2 separate regions of the Mus musculus genome follow, and region 2 is linked to region 1. The links are chromatin contacts, called in public promoter capture Hi-C maps. All regions are on one chromosome and are shown on one strand. Each heading gives the region's core, a stretch centred on a gene start, on an enhancer-like site or on the middle of the called end of the contact. The rest is flanking DNA. Distances are from core to core; before and after follow the strand shown. Region 1 holds the start of Fam241a (family with sequence similarity 241, member A). Region 2 holds the start of Ostc (oligosaccharyltransferase complex subunit (non-catalytic)).

Region 1 (4,892 bases), core at 777-3,276:
ACCTTTAAGACAGACATTAAGCCAGATTCTTTTTTTTTTCTAATTTGTGATGTCCAAAAGCATATTTTTCTTGTCTCTAGGGACGGTGTATGTTTGGCAGAAACCATTAAGAAGGATTTGTGAGATGCTGTTGTAAGAAAGAAACTAGGTTACATTACAAAGTGTAACAGACTGGGTATAAGAAAGGGTGTTTTTGTGAGACACTGAGTACACAGAGAGAGAGAGAGTGTGTGTGTTAGGTGTGAGCAAAAGGGACAAGCTTCTGCCTAGCCCAAACAAAACAAAACCACTTTTTAAAATAAGCCTGTAAGTCCCTGCCTATTTAATTCCTTGGCTGGGCCTAAAGACATTTTGGGTACTAGTCTTTTCTTTTTTTAAGGTTTATTTATTTTATGTATCTGAGTGCTCTATTGCATGTATACCTGCATACCAGGACAGGGCATTGGATTCCATTGCACATGGTGGTGAGCCACCATCTGATTGCTGGGGATAGGACTCAGGATCTCTGAAAGAACAGTCAGTACTGTTAACCGCTGAGCCATCTCTCCAGCCCCTGAAGGCATTTTAAAAGAGGCTTTCCCAAACGAGTTACTCGTCTCTGGGCCTATTTGTTAAATAGGAAATAATTTCCATCGACAGTCTGATATACCAGCTACACCATAACCTTTTCCTCAATGCACGGATTAAAGGAAAGCAAAACCATTCGTTGTTTTACTTTCATGCCCCCCAGTTTACCCTTATATGATGGGCTAGCAAGAAAAAAGAAAAAGAAACTCGATTTCTCTCTCTTACCAGTCGCTGAGAATTTTTAAACCATTTCTAGAAATGCACACTACGGCAGAGAGACCAGGAAATGAGCCCAGGGCTCCCACAAGCCACACACACTAGGAAGCAGAGAGAAATAGGCATGGTCACTCAGAGATGCTTAGGGAGAGGAGGCAAAAGGGGAGGAACAAGCGACAGAGAGCCTGCATTCCTTCCTAGGCACAAGCAGCCAACAGCACACCCAGGCACAGCTGAGCGCCCGCTGCAGCTGGTATGGAGGGATACTGTGTGTTTGGGTGGTCTTTCACACTCCCAGAACCTCTTACATGTGCCCACACCTTCATGCACACAGCTCCCTCTCATATGAGCTTCTTATTCTCAGTTGCCCTCTTCTGTATACCTACATCCTCACACAAACTTTCAACACCTATGATCTCCCACACTGTCCTGTCACAAAAGACTCTGGTATACAGTCTTCCACAATCTGTTGTGTACAGGCACACAATTAGACACAGGCTTTTATAATACTCTATCAGACAGGGTCTCATGCATCTAATGGTCTTTTTCATATAATCTCCTGTAAGCACTTGGTTACAGTCTGTTACAATGTTTCTTACACACACTTTCTCACAACACATAACTTCCTCCTCCTCCTCCTCCTTCTCTCTCTCTCTCTCTCTCTCTCTCACACACACACACACACACACACACTAAACACAACATCTAAGTGTGTGTATGTGTGTGTGTGTATAGTTACTCACACACAATCACACATGGGCTCTCACATGCATTAAAAACCTGTCAGATACAATCTCCCTCATGCACCTATGGCCGATTTCATACATAATCTCCCTCATGTAGTCTGTTACAGTGTTCCTCACCTCTGACACTCTCTCTCTTCCTCTCTCTCTGTCTTTTACACATACACACACACACACACACACACACACACACACACCACAGGATATCTGTCTGTTGTGTACAGATAGTTACAGATACACAATTTCACAGATGTCATATACTTTAATAGGTGTCAGACACATACAACCTCCCTCAGGAGCCTATGGCCTCATTCATAGTTTCATGCACTAACTGGAATAATGCTACACCTCCCTTGGTTCCGCCCCTCCCTGGCCCCGCCCCTCCCAGTACCCTGCCCAACCCACCAGGTCCCGCCTTCATTGGGCCGCGGTCCGCTATGGCCCCGCCCCTCCTCCCGCCCCCGCCCCCGGGGTTCCGCCCCCGAGCTGGGGGTGGGGCGAGCGGCTGACAGGAGGGGCGGGCGGCTCCTGCACTTCTGGCCCCCAGGCCGGCGGGCGCGCTTCTAAGGATTCCCGTGTGCGTCGGGAGTCCCGGTGTGGCCAGCGGCAGCCGTGCGGGCGGCCGGAGTCGGCGGTGGGATGTGCTCGGCCAGGAAGCTGCTGCGGGGCGGCGCCGGCAGCGCCGGCGGGGAGTGCGACGAGGACGGGGCGGCGCCGGCCGGGCGGGTTGAGGAGCCGGAGCACGGGGCGAGCCCGCGGCGCCGGCGGCCGCAGGACGAGGGCGAGCAGGTGAGCGCGGGCGCGCGGGCCGCGGGGTGGCGGCTGGGCACGCGGCGAGCGGTTGACGGGCGGGGCCGGGCTCGGTGGAAATGCCCTCCGGAGCCTCACCTCAAAACCACCCGGCAACTTGCGCTACGTGGGCGCGCCGTGCGCTCGAATTCCGAGCACTGCACGCGCCCTGGACGGGGTGGGCGGACGGCCCGCACAGAGGATCGGGAAGCACGGGTCGGTGCCTAGGTGACACCGGGACTCTCCCAGAGCAAGTTTCACAGCACCACCGAGCAGAGCTGAACTTCATTTTAGAAGTGGAAAGGAAAAAAAAAAAAAGAAAATTGCCTGCTGTGAGCACCAAAGGGAAGGAAGCTTTAGTAACAGACATAATAAGGAAACTGGGTACTTTTAAAGTTCTCAGAATTGGATATCATTGAGAAGACTAAGGGAAATTATAACATCAGATATCTGTAAGACTAGACTAGCAGTTGAATGTAAAGATGGAGTTCTACGTGGGACGATTTTTTTTTTTTTTTTTTTACAGGCAGTACAGTAATTAGCTACTCAAAAATCCCCCAGATACAAAGACCTTTAGAAATCACATAAGTAAGCCTAGACTTCTGGAATCATCAGTTAATAATACCTGTAACTTGTCCTCTAATATCACTAAGTACATTAATAACTAAATACATTAATAAAACCCATTACTTAAGAAACAAAAATAATGCTAATGTGGGCTTGATCACCGTGTAGACAGTAATTATTCATCTATGTGACAATATAGGAGCCAGTGACTGAAGCAAATAAATTGGTAGCTAGGAGATCTTGCTGGTGCCCTTGCGGGCGGTGTTCTTACCAAACTGTACCATGCATGTCTCAATAGAGAAGGTCTTGATTTCCTCTTACTCTTGCTCAACTGGAAAACACAGCCAGCAACTAAAACTCCCTTTCCAAAAGTAAATGTGCAAATGGTTGTAATGGCATATGTGAAATCCTTCCCTTAACCATCTCTGGACCTTAGCAATACAATGACATGGACAGCGCCAGGAACTCTAGTCTTACTGATATTGTTACTAGAACAAGGAAAGGGGATGAAACAAAAAATTAAATATACATTCTAGAGAATAGATACCCTATCACATGCCTGCTTCCTCTATTGTACTATGAAATTTCATTTTCCTGCCTGCTTCTGCATGTTGCTTGTGTCGTTGTAATTTTGCTACATACTTTACCTGTATACTCTTAAGTCCTCACACTCATGGAAAAAAACACACCTGAGATCCTACTATATCAGCACCTGGGAACTTCTTATCAGGAGCTCAGAACTGGTACAGCCCAACTCGATAATGCAGAAAGCAAACTTTTGTGATCAATCGTTTGGCAACAGTATCACAAAGCCTATCATCTAGGGTTTTGTTTTGGTTTTTTTTTTTTTTTTTTTTTTTACAACCTGCAAATGAAATTTAAAAATCCATGCAATGTCACATAGATAGAGCTGTTTTTGTACACATACTATCTGAAGGAGAATTAGAGTTAACAACATAAAACATTCCAAAAAGTCATTTTAATTTTTCATCATGGAGATATTCTCCTGTTCTTCTTTTTGGATTGGTTTTAAGGATACCAGAACTCCAAATTATAAATTGAATAATTCTGGAAAATTCCTTTCTAAACTATTTAAAATTTACACAGAATTTTTCCATAGAAAATCAATGACAGAAACCAAAATGGAAGCAAAACTAGTTAGGTTGAAAGGAGGCAGTGGCCGTTTTCCTGCCGTCTTTCTGCTTAGTGTATTCAGTTGCTTTTCCAGAGCCTCAGCCTCCTAGACATTGAGAGGGAACTGAAGGCCACAGCCCTCTGCAATGCCTTCTTCTCTTGGGCGGGGCCAATGTGGTGGGTTCCAGAATCTGCTTTTTGTCAGTTCCTAATCTTACATGTTCTATCCTGTTCGCTTTCTGTTTCCTTTTCTGATAAGAAGCAGGCTGGGTTAGTTCCCAGCCTACAGTCTCCTCATACATCTCTCCCATCTCTGCCTTTCTTCTGTCTGGAAGGCCCATTCCCTCAACCTGGAAGACTTGTATAAACATGTATCCAAAACTTCTTTTCCCTCTGCCTTGTTGTTGCTAAAACGCCCGATCAGAACGCACCTTCACTTTACGTCCTGAGATTCTGAAACACGGCTGTGGATACAGGTGGTTTATTTGTAACTAACATATTGTCAGCATCATACTTTACAGTTTGTCCTTAGCCGAGACTCCATTTGAGGAAAAGCTAAGCTAGCATTTCAGCCTGAATCCTTTCCCAGGCGGGATGAGTGACAAAAGAGGTCTTGTTAAAATCAAGGATTCCTTAAAAAGGAAGCCTTGAGAAAAAGAAGCTGTGTCCCACGAGAAGTACAAGGCCAGCCTCTAAGAGAGATAAGAATTCTAGAGAAGGAGTAATGTGTGTAGCTATCCAGGGAACCGGGGAGTCTAGACTTAGAGAGCTGTGTCCACATGAATTTGTAATTCTGTTCAGGAGAGATGATCCAAGTCTATGGTTGACAGTGACTGCCTGGTGGTTTTGTGGAAGATGAGTCCCCTGCTGGACGGC
Region 2 (4,892 bases), core at 684-3,183, 2.8 Mb before region 1:
TAACTGCCATGTTATAACTGGGAACTCTTTAAACTTTTCGAACATAGAATATAACATATTGAACATGCATATTACATACAAACGTTGTTCGTATGTAATTGGTAGTATTTTGGAAAAGGCATAGTCTACAGTTTTATCACACACACGTTTGTTTTTATGTTCCTTTAGACTTTCGTCAGTGCACGATGCCTGAAAAATGCACACATGAATGAGTCAGTTCTCCACGGGCCTCTTTTTCACTCCCGCTATTCTTCATTTCAGACCTGCCCTGAGCATCTCTCCATTTCAGGAAAAATGAACTTCTTTGGCATCACATGTGCTGGTTCCCCAGTATCTCACTATATTGATGCTTCACCAGATATTTATTTAATCTACCCATTTTCAATTTAGTATTTTAAAGTTTTAGAAATAATGACCGTAGTTTAAAAAAAATACTGTCTCTTAAAACTAATGATGTTTCTTCTAATTAAAAACGTTTCAGAGTTTTAACTCAGCCTAGCATATTTGTAGCACTAATTTTGATCCTGGCACCTTTTTAAAAAAGAGAGAGAGAGAAAAAAAAGAAAACCAAAATAATTATGCAGTGAGAAGGATCTGGGCAATGTTACTCCAGCTTTTTATTTATTTATTTTTTTAATGGTTTTTTGAGACAGGGTTTCTCTGTATAGCCTCAGCTGTCCTGGAACTCACTCTGTAGACCAGGCTGTCCTCAAACTCAGAAATCTGTCTGCCTCTGCCTCCCAAGTGCTGGGATTAAAGGTGTGTGCCACCACTGCCCGGCGGTACTCCAGCTTTGTGAGTTAATGAAATACAAGCATGGTATGACACAGCTTGACATGATATCCATATTGTATGTTTTTGAAAAAAAATATATTCATCGCCAGTTCACACTTCATATTTCTGTTGCTTATAGTAAAACTAACAGTAGATGATTTTAGTTCCTTAACTCCTGCTGTGGCTCAAATTTTAAAATCTGAATGGTCCAAGCCACTAACATTTCTACCCCCATTGGCTTGTTATGTTGCTTAAGCTTTTTATCATAGGATACGGGAACGATAAGAGGCACTGCAGCGGAGCTTCTGTATTCCAAAAACATTTCCCCCCTCCTTGCTGTTTTATAATAGCCCGTTATTTCCTTGATTGATCAGGATTACTGTCTCTAGCTAGTAAAGTCCTTTCTTATTTACATTTGATACCTTGGCAGGAAGACACCTGAAGTAGCCAGGTGGCAGGATTTTCCGTTCCAATTTTAGTATTTATGGTGCTGAAGCCGGCGCCCTACTAAGCAGGTAATTAAGGTGAGAAACCAGAATGACTTCAAGATTTTTGGCCTGGGTGATTTTTACTAACTCAGGCGTGACTGAAAATGGTTTAAAGTAATATTTGTTCTGTCACAGTTTGTGGTTGACATGGACTGTGTGGGTTTTATTCATTTATTATTATTATTTTTTATAAAGCCCATACTACTTTGGCAATTACTGCCAATTAGCGTCGCTATACAGCATGAAGAAAAAGCTCAGCGAATTAGAGCTTTTTAAAGCCCCGAGGGGAGACCTCCAATACTAAAAGGGAGCACACATCTAAACTTTCATTCATCCTCCAGCTCTATGAACTTAAGAGTTTCCAGCAGCCAATCAGCTCTCAAGTAGGTGGCGTCAGCAAGTGGGCGGGGCAGTGGGGATGCTAATCTCTCCGCTTCTGTGGCTTGGCCACGTAGGACGCCTTGCAGGTCCTGGAAGGTATATAATAAACAATGATCTCTCAGTAAGAAAAAAGCTTCTAACCCACACTCAAGCCTAAAAACGACCATTATTATTTATTTTTAAATATGTATATTATTTATCAGGTTAGTGCAATTTCTTTCTTTCTACAGTGAATATCTTGTCTCCTTCTGACTTCTACAGACCTGTGGTCCTCGGCTTACGCATGCGCAGTAGGCGGGCGTGTTTCCGGGCGGTGCGGGAGGCTGGAGGCCAGAGGGCTGGCCCTACCGCCGGGGACATGGAGACTCTGTACCGAGTCCCATTCTTAGTGCTCGAATGCCCCAACCTGAAGCTGAAGAAACCGCCCTGGGTGCACATGCCGTCGGCTATGACGGTGTACGCCCTGGTAGTGGTATCTTACTTCCTCATTACCGGAGGTAACTCGGCCGTGATGGGTCGGGTGGGCGCGCAGGCTGCTCGCTCCGGAGGCGCGTGGCCCCCGAGCCGGGCCCCGTAGGCTCACGCCTTTCACTGGAAAGAGATGGTCTCCTCTCTGCCCGCTTTTTCCTTCGAGCGCTGAGTTGGATATAATTGTCAAGTCCAGCTAGTTGTTATTTCTTGCTGTGCATTGTTTGACCAGGGTCTTGGGAACATCATTTTTGAATCACTGTGTTTCCTTGGTTGGTCGAGAGAGTGTGGGACTTTTATTAAACTAATCGTGAGGACCCTGAAATCGTGGAAGAGATCTGATAACCTTTGAGTTTGTTAGTTCAGACCCCAGGGGCTTGGATTGCTTTATGTCAAATCACAGGAATGAGAAGGGAACTTACCGAAGCCACGGTTTTTTTGAGAAATACGTGAGATTGGAATTGAGGCTTGCAAAAAGATGGTGTATCTCAGAGGGCAGAAAATGGGACTCAGAAAATAGAAGGGAAGCAGTGCTTTTTAGATATCTGTCACCAAATCCCTTAAGTGGAAAATGCAGAGGGGTGTGGCTTTGCCTATTGGTGAGTTGGCAGTCCGTCTGCAGGCTCTAGAGCACCCTTTGGAGCGACAGTTCCAGGATGTATCCAGGACTGGGCTTCAGGAATTTAGGAAGTAGTGTACTACTTAATTCAGAAAATTAAAAAGATTTTTGGTTAGCAAAAGTGGTTCAACTTTTTTTAGGGTGTGTGTAGACATATTGCTATTGCTTAACTGCTTTCTGAGGCTACTTGGCATATTTGAAGAGGTAGAAGACAGTATTTAACTGTAGAGTTGGCATTCTACGGAGTGCACATTAACGGAAATGCTAAAGGCCACTTTAAACATTGTTGTTGTTGTTTAAGAAAAAAAAAAAAAAAGACATTACCTGGTGTGTGTGGCGTTAACATTCACTTTTGCTCAGCACAGTGAATCGTGAATATGACACCTAATGCCTTGGGCTTTAAGAACTTAGTGTTCATTCTTGCCAGCTTGTTTCTTGACTTTTGCTTCCTTTGGAGACAGTTTTTGTGAGAAGCCTCAGCTTTCTATTGGGCCACAGTTTTGGTGGTTTTAGAATGGGGTTTGGGGGGAATTTCGCTGCCCCAACCACTGGGTCAAAATGGAAGGGCGCATTTTGTACATTTACCGTTTGGCTTCTGGAATGGCTTCTTCTCAGCATGGCGAGAAGCATGGCAGTCGTGTGCAGGCAGACGTGGTGCTGGGAGAGCTGAAAATTCTAATGGACAGCTTTCTAAAAACTGAGTGTACCTGTACCTAAGCAATGTTGCTGGGAAGGACAGGCGACACTGACTTTCTGTTAACTCAGTGCTGGGATAACAGCAAAGAAAATATAATGACTCTGCCCTCCATAGAAGGTAGTGGAGACATGCTAACTACCGCACAATTGCTTTCTGCTACACAGTAGAGTTTAGAAGCATTGATTTAATTCCAGTATGTTTCCTGGAGAAATGATCTGTTAGTCTGAGTTTGAATGGTTAGAAGGGTCATACTAGAAAAGAAAAAAAAAAAAAGTGTGGACCAACGTGGACCAGGAGACTAGTGAGGTGTTTTGTTCACTTAGACCAGCACTTCTGGCATTTTTCCTCCTATGTGTCCCCATTTTTCCTGACAGATTTTTGCACAACCTTGGGTAAATAGGCATATGTAATAGGTATAAGGTCAAACTTTTACTAGTAAAAGTAACTAGTAAGCTTACTTTACAACAACAATTTGCTAGATACACAATTTATGCTAGTTTTTTCTTATCATGTATACATGTACATATGCATGCATGCCTGCCACTCAGAAGGGGACACTAGATTTCATCATAGATGGTTCAGAGCTACCATGTGGTTTCTGGGAGTTGAACTTAGGACCTCTGAAAGAGCAGTTAATACTCTTAACCTCTGAACCTTCTCTCCAGCCCCTGTTGTGGTATTTTTTAAAGCTGAAAGCAAATTCACATACTAATGAGACAATGTGCCTCTGTATTTTCCATAGAGAATGGAATCTTAGCTGCATATTTGATACTGCAGGATGTAGAGCAGCCTCAGTGTTCATCAGAGCCTTGTTACTCTGTTTCTTTGGTAAACTTGGCACCTCTTTGAGAGATAATGTTGTCTAGATGTCATTCTAAACATTGCTGTAAAGAGACACCATGACCAAGGCAACTCTTATAAAAGAAAACATTTAACTGGGGCTGGCTTATAGTTTCAAAGGTTCAATCCATTAGCATCATGGCAGGAAACATGGCAGTGCCCAGGCAGACATGGTGCTGGAGGGGCTGAATATTCTACAACTTGATCAGCAGGCAGCAGAAGGCAACTGTGTGTGTCTGTTTTACACTGGGCGTAGCTTGAACATTTAAGACCTCAAAGCCCACCTCCACCGTGACACACTTCCTTTGACAAGGCCACACTTCCTCCAGTAAGCATACCTCCTAATAACACCACTTCCTATGGCCAAACATTTTAACATACGAATCTATGGGGTTCATAACTATTGAAACCACCTCACCAAAAATCAGATTAGCTGGATCTTCTTTGATTATAATAATACAATCAAAGAAGCCTTCTTTTTTTTGTTTTGTTTTGTTTTTTGTTTTTTCGAGATAGGGTTTCTCTGTCTAGCCCTGGCTGTCCTGGAACTCAACTTTGTAGACCAGGCTGGCCTCGAACTCAGAAATCTGCCTGCCTGTGCCTCCAAAGTGCTGGTATTAAAGGC

The links. Promoter capture Hi-C pulls out the DNA fragments that hold promoters and counts their contacts.
Region 2: a contact with region 1 is called in a promoter capture Hi-C map of pre-B cells, with 5 times the contacts expected there. The contact joins the promoter of Ostc here to the promoter of Fam241a in region 1. A contact is called at or near these places in 4 of 39 promoter capture datasets (the 3T3-L1 cell line, hippocampal neurons, liver and 1 more), 1 of 115 datasets of contacts at active chromatin or transcription factors (astrocytes) and 1 of 9 other capture datasets (liver).

What each region holds. Positions count from the first base shown.
Region 1 is chr3:127,893,457-127,898,348 of GRCm38.p6, reverse strand. Fam241a (family with sequence similarity 241, member A) reads left to right here and starts at 2,026. Exons shown (of 2, transcript NM_027482.3): 1 at 2,026-2,315. The coding sequence starts at 2,166.
Region 2 is chr3:130,706,485-130,711,376 of GRCm38.p6, reverse strand. Ostc (oligosaccharyltransferase complex subunit (non-catalytic)) reads left to right here and starts at 1,933. Exons shown (of 4, transcript NM_025509.3): 1 at 1,933-2,140. The coding sequence starts at 2,002.